2 separate regions of the Sus scrofa genome follow, and region 1 is linked to region 2. A link is a contact called in public promoter capture Hi-C data. All regions are on one chromosome and are shown on one strand. Each heading gives the region's core, a stretch centred on a gene start, on an enhancer-like site or on the middle of the called end of the contact. The rest is flanking DNA. Distances are from core to core; before and after follow the strand shown. Region 1 holds the start of GLTP (glycolipid transfer protein). Region 2 holds the start of ACADS (acyl-CoA dehydrogenase, C-2 to C-3 short chain).

Region 1 (2,700 bases), core at 36-2,535, 450 kb before region 2:
CAAGTGAACCAGCAGGGCGGGGCACTGGGCAAGCCCACATGGAAGACAAGAAAGCTGAGCTCAGGTTGCACCCTTTACTCAGGACCAGAAAGGCAAAGGGCAGGGGTAGATGGTACTGTCTTCTATTTCCCATTTTCCGTCCTGGGCATGGGCTGGGCTGAGGGACAGGAGAAAGGAGGGTCTGCAACCAACTTAGTGCCGCCTCCAGGGCTCCTATGACCTCCCAGGGCAGGACACATGGGGGAGGGGTCTTTTTCTTTTAGAGTCCATGCCAGGCATCCAGTGTCTGATGTCACCACACAGAGCAGCCCCCCCTGGTTCAGACCCCCTATTCCAAGCAGAGGGAAAACTTTAGGTGATTCTCCCCAGGAAAGGGCTCCAGAGTTTTGCAAATCCATCTTCAAAAGCCCTCTCCTCATCTTGACAGGCTTCCTGCCCTTGGAGTGGGGGTAGGGGTGGGTGTCTCTGATCTGGAATGAGGGAATTCTGAGGAAAGAAGGGTTCTCAAGGAAGGTTCCATGAGGAAGAGGCTGGGAGACACAAAAAAGTGGGGTTTATTAAGTGAGGGGATTCGTTTTAAGGGGAGCTATTTGAGAGAAGAAGGGGATGATGGGGTGATGAATGAAGGACTTGGGGGGAAGGGGGGAGATGGAGAATTGGGGATTTAGAAGAGTAAGGGGTGTTTGTGGGGAGATGGACGATTGGGGTGCACAGGGACTGAAAAACTGCCGCGGTCTGAAGGATATGTTGGAATGTGAGATGTCTGGGGAGACAGAGGGTTTGGAGATGTCTGAGAAAAAATGAAGGATGTGATACGTTCCGGGGAGAGAGCATTTGGAAGCGGTCTGGAACAGGGGAGATCTGGGGTGCCTGAAGGAAAAAGGGATCTCGGACGCCTGGGGAAGTAGGAGTTGGGGTGTCCAGGAAAGGGATGGTTTGGCAATGCTCGGGAGGATGCAGGCGCCTGGGAGCGCTCTGGGACAGGACTGCCGGCCAGCTCCCCCTTTCACCCTCGCTCACCAAAGAAGGGAGGCAGGTGAGACACCGCCTCGAGGAAGGGCCCGGTCTCGATCTGCTTGTCAGCGGGCAGAGGCTTCAGCAGGTGTTCCGCCAGCAGCGCCATTTCGGGGTCGAGGCCCGCGGTGATGCCCCAGCCGGCGCCGCGGGCGTCCACGCCGCCCCCCGGGCCGCCGCCGTCAGCGCCGGGGCCGTCACTGCCGCCAGCCGCAGGCCCAGGGGACGCCAGCGTCGCCACTTCCGCCCGCGCCGCGCCCCGCGTAGCCGAGCGCTCAGCGCCTCCCGCAGGCCGAGCGCCTTAGCTGTCCGGCGCGCCACACCAACCCCTCTGGCCCAATCAGAGCCCGCCTCCGCGGACCTCTGCGCCGCCATTGGTTGGGGGGCGGGGCCAGCTCTCCTGGCGCGGAAGCGCGCGGACTCTTGGGTCCAGGTACGCCCAGGTGAGCCGCTCCTTGGTGGCCTGTTCCCAGCTGTGTTTCCTGCCGTCCCCAGACGGGCTGGCTCAGGCCAGGTCCTCGCCTGATGAGGACGTGGACCTGCCCAGGTCATATCTCATCCACCCGCCCAGGTTACAGTCCAGTCAGCCTAGTGTCCCTCAGGACATCTGTTTCCCCTCAAACAGAACCTATTCTCCAACAGCCCCAAGTGACTTTTTGGACACTGTTCTGTTTACAGTTTTCTATTTAGCTACAACCAGTGAGGACGCTTGATTCTTCTTCAGAGATCTTATACCTATTGGACACTGCTCAAGTCACAATTTAACTCAGCCCATGCCTAACTAGGACTCCTGTTTCCTGAAATCTGGGAACCAGTGTTACTTCAACAGTCTGATATTACCCATTAGCCTCAGGCCAGTTTACAGTCCAACTCAATCGCCACCTAACCTGCTCTTGTTTCCCCAAACCAGACCTCACCCCAATAGCCCATAGTACATGCTTGTCCACTTCTGCTACAACCCACCTAGGGGCTTGTGTCCTAAAAGCCAATGCCTACCTGTTCCAAATATCTAGCATGCAGTTGTTGAGAGCTTCTAAGTCATTCCAGAATAAATAGTTCATCATGCCCTAACTATATGCCATGCACTGTACTAGGCATTGAGGATAAAGTGATGAACAGTACAGAGAAATCCCTCTTCCTATGGGGTTGACATTCTAGTCAAGGAGACAACACAGCACAATACAATACTATACAACATGATACAGTACTAAGAAATATAAATAAATAAGACAATATTGGATACTGATAAGTATAAATGAAGAAAATAAAACAGGATAGAGTGACGGGATGACAGAGGGCATGGCTGGGATAGGATGTAGGGAGTTAGGGGCAATAAGTATCTATGAAGTGGTGACATTTGATCCAAGACCAGAAGGAGAAGTAGGAAATAGCCAAAGTGGCTGGCACATGTGCAAGCAACCGGGGGAACCAGGAAGAGGATGGGAGTGGAGTGGAGTGAGTGGAAGAGGCAGAGTAGTGGAGGGATAGGAAATGAGCTCAGAGAGGTGGCAAGGGTTTGTTGGGTATGGAGGAGGGTATAGAGTTTGCATTTTATCCTAAGGGCTATGAGAAAGCACCAGTATCAGAAAAATAATTGCTAGGCCTTATTCAATATTTTCAAGTCAATCTTTTAGGAGGCAGACGGGAGAAGAGGTTGTTCCACACCAAGGGCATGATCCACGTACA
Region 2 (2,700 bases), core at 36-2,535:
CTCTGACTAGTGTCCATGAGAATCCGGGTTCGATCCCTGGCCTCACTCAGTGGGTTAAGGTTCCGGTGTTGCCATGAGCTGAGGTGTAGGTCGCAGAGAAGGCTCAGATCCCCCGTTGCTGTGGCTGTGGCTGTGGCCAGCAGCTGCAGCTCCAATTTGACTCCTAGCCTGGGAACTTCCATGTGCCACAAGTGTGGCTCTAAAAACACAAATAATAATAAGGATCCACTAACTGGGTGGTTCTCCAACACAGACGATATTCTCCCCCAATAGCAGAGTAGAATGCTATTGGTATGGAGTGTCTAGAGGCCAGAAACACTGCTTAACACTGTACAGGACAGATACTACAACAAAGAATTATGGGCTCCAAATATCAATAGCACTGCTGTTGAGAAATGAACTGAATGTTTACTCTGCTTACTAAACACTTTGTACAACCATCCGACTCAGTTGTCAATACAACACCAATAATAAGAGCACAGCTCTGTGACCTGAGGCAAGGATCTTAACCTCACTGAGCCTGGGTTTTTCTAAAATGCAGAAGAAAACAGCATTCAGCTCCTGGGCTGGGAGGGCAAAGAGTCACTAACTATAGCACTCAGCACAGGCTCTGGCAGAGACAGCTCTCAATGAGGGTTCCCTTTATTGTTTGTATTTGGGGTAAGTGGGTCTTGACCAGGCTAAGGAAGCCCTGGCCACAAGTGTCACTGCTGCCACTGCTGGAGAGAAATGAAAATATGGGAAAGGTACTGCATGAAATCATCAACGAGCGCTAATACTTACTGAGCACCTGTAATATGCCAGCACTGTACTAGTGTTTTACCTACTCTGGGATTTAATCCTTATAACAGCCCTATGAGAATAACAGTAATACACTGGCCATTTTAGACATGGGGCAGCTGAGGCTGACAGGGGCTGAGCGTCTGCCAAAGGTCACATATTCAGAGTCTGGGTTCAATTCCAGGCCTGGCTTCTAAAGAAGGGCGCACCTTCAAGCTCCGCGGAGGGTCAACGAGGGAAAGGGGATGTGGATGCAGCGGTGGGAATTGGGATAGCGGTCAGAGAAGGGGTGAGGTTACGCAGGCGCGAGGAGCAGCCTAACTGGGGCAAAGGCCGCGCGCAACCAGAGGAGAATCACCCGCAGGCCGCAGGGGAGAACAGATCGCCGGGACGCAAGCCCGACGGCGGACAGGGTCGCGGTCCCTCCCCACTGTGTGGAGGCGGATTGCACTCACCTCCGCGGACAGGGCCGCAGGCTCGGGCGAGCAGCGCGGCAGCCATGAAGGACTGAGACCGGAGTCAGGTGACAATACTGCACTGCTACCCGGAGACCTCTCAACAGTGAGCAAGGTTCCGGGTCGCGGGGGGCGGGGCCGGCGCGAGCCAAAGGCCACGCCCCTCAGGCATCGGGGGCGGGTCCTCCCGAGTCCCGCCTCCCTCCCAGGAGCTAAAATTTAACTGTCCCGCTTTCGGAGTGCACTCAGGATTTTTAAACTCTTCGAGGGTGGGCTGATCTCTCCTAAAATCCAGTTTAGCTGAGTGAGATGCCCTCTGGGGCCTATGCCCTCTACTTCCCCGACTCCGCGCCCACCACGCACTTGCTATCCTTGCTCCAACCTCACGCAGTAAAAATGTCTGTAAAGCCCCAGGCTAGCATTATGGTTCGGCTATGTAGGCGTTCATAGTTAGTGTTTGCGAGGCAGAATATCATAGAGGATGTTAAGCCGTGGCCAGTTATTAGAGCTGTTGCTCCTATAAAGCTTCATGGGGTTTGGATTAGGATTGCTGCAATTACAAGTGCTATATGACTTAACTGATGAGAAAGCGACTAGGGATTTCAAGTCGGTTTGGTGTAAGCAGGTTGAGCTGGTTATGATTATGCCTCAAAGGGAGAGTATTAAAAATGGTAGGCTGGAGTTCCCATCGTGGCACAGTGATTAACGAATCCGACTAGGAACCATGAGGTTGCAGGTTCGATCCCTGGTCTTGCTCAGTGGGTTAAGGATCTGGGATTGCCATGAGCTGTGGTATAGGTTGCAGACGCAGCTCAGATCCTGTGTTGCTGTGGCTCTGGCATAGGCTGGCGGCTACAGCTCCGATTAGACCCCTAGCCTGGGACCTCCATATGCCGCAGGAGTGGCCCAAGAAATGGCAAAAAGACAATAAAAAAAAAAAAAAAAAGGTAGGCTATAAAGTTTGTTAGTGGGTTAAGAATGGTGGTTACCTGCAGTATGTAGTAGCCTCCCAGTTTTAGCAGGACAGCTGCAGGTACTATTGAGCCTACTCATGGGGCAGCTCCAGCACCTCTGTCAGGTTCCTGCCTCTGGCCTTTTGCAGTCATCCTTCCCTCAGCTAGAGCGCTCCTTCCCTTCATCACTCACTGAGACCTCCCCTGACTTCGGGATGCCAGTGTTTCCTCCCACACACTCTCCATCCCATTATTGTATTTATTCCTGGTAGGTAGCACCCGAAATCTTATCAAATCCCCGCCTATTCTTGTGCCAAGAGGTTGCAAGGGAGTTGGGTTGCTGGGAGGAAGATTTCTTTCCCTCAAAGGGCATGAAGGTAGGGTGGCACTGCTGCTTCCCTGTCCTGGTATGGTCTCACTCCTACCTGTGGGGCAGAGGCCCCTCGGGAACAGGGGTCACTGTGCTCTTGTGCCCTGCCTTTGGTCCTTAGCATCCACCATGGACATCTTCA

Evidence for each region. Promoter capture Hi-C pulls out the DNA fragments that hold promoters and counts their contacts.
Region 1: a promoter capture Hi-C map of fetal liver shows a contact between it and region 2, with 4 times the contacts expected there. The contact joins the promoter of GLTP here to the promoter of ACADS in region 2. A contact is called at or near these places in 2 of 5 promoter capture datasets (fetal liver and liver) and 1 of 2 datasets of contacts at active chromatin or transcription factors (alveolar macrophages).

What each region holds. Positions count from the first base shown.
Region 1 is chr14:41,090,218-41,092,917 of Sscrofa11.1, reverse strand. It overlaps GLTP (glycolipid transfer protein), which reads right to left and starts at 1,285. Exons shown (of 5, transcript XM_021072515.1): 1 at 1,021-1,285. The coding sequence starts at 1,123.
Region 2 is chr14:40,641,500-40,644,199 of Sscrofa11.1, reverse strand. It overlaps ACADS (acyl-CoA dehydrogenase, C-2 to C-3 short chain), which reads right to left and starts at 1,285. Exons shown (of 10, transcript NM_213898.1): 1 at 1,236-1,285. The coding sequence starts at 1,281.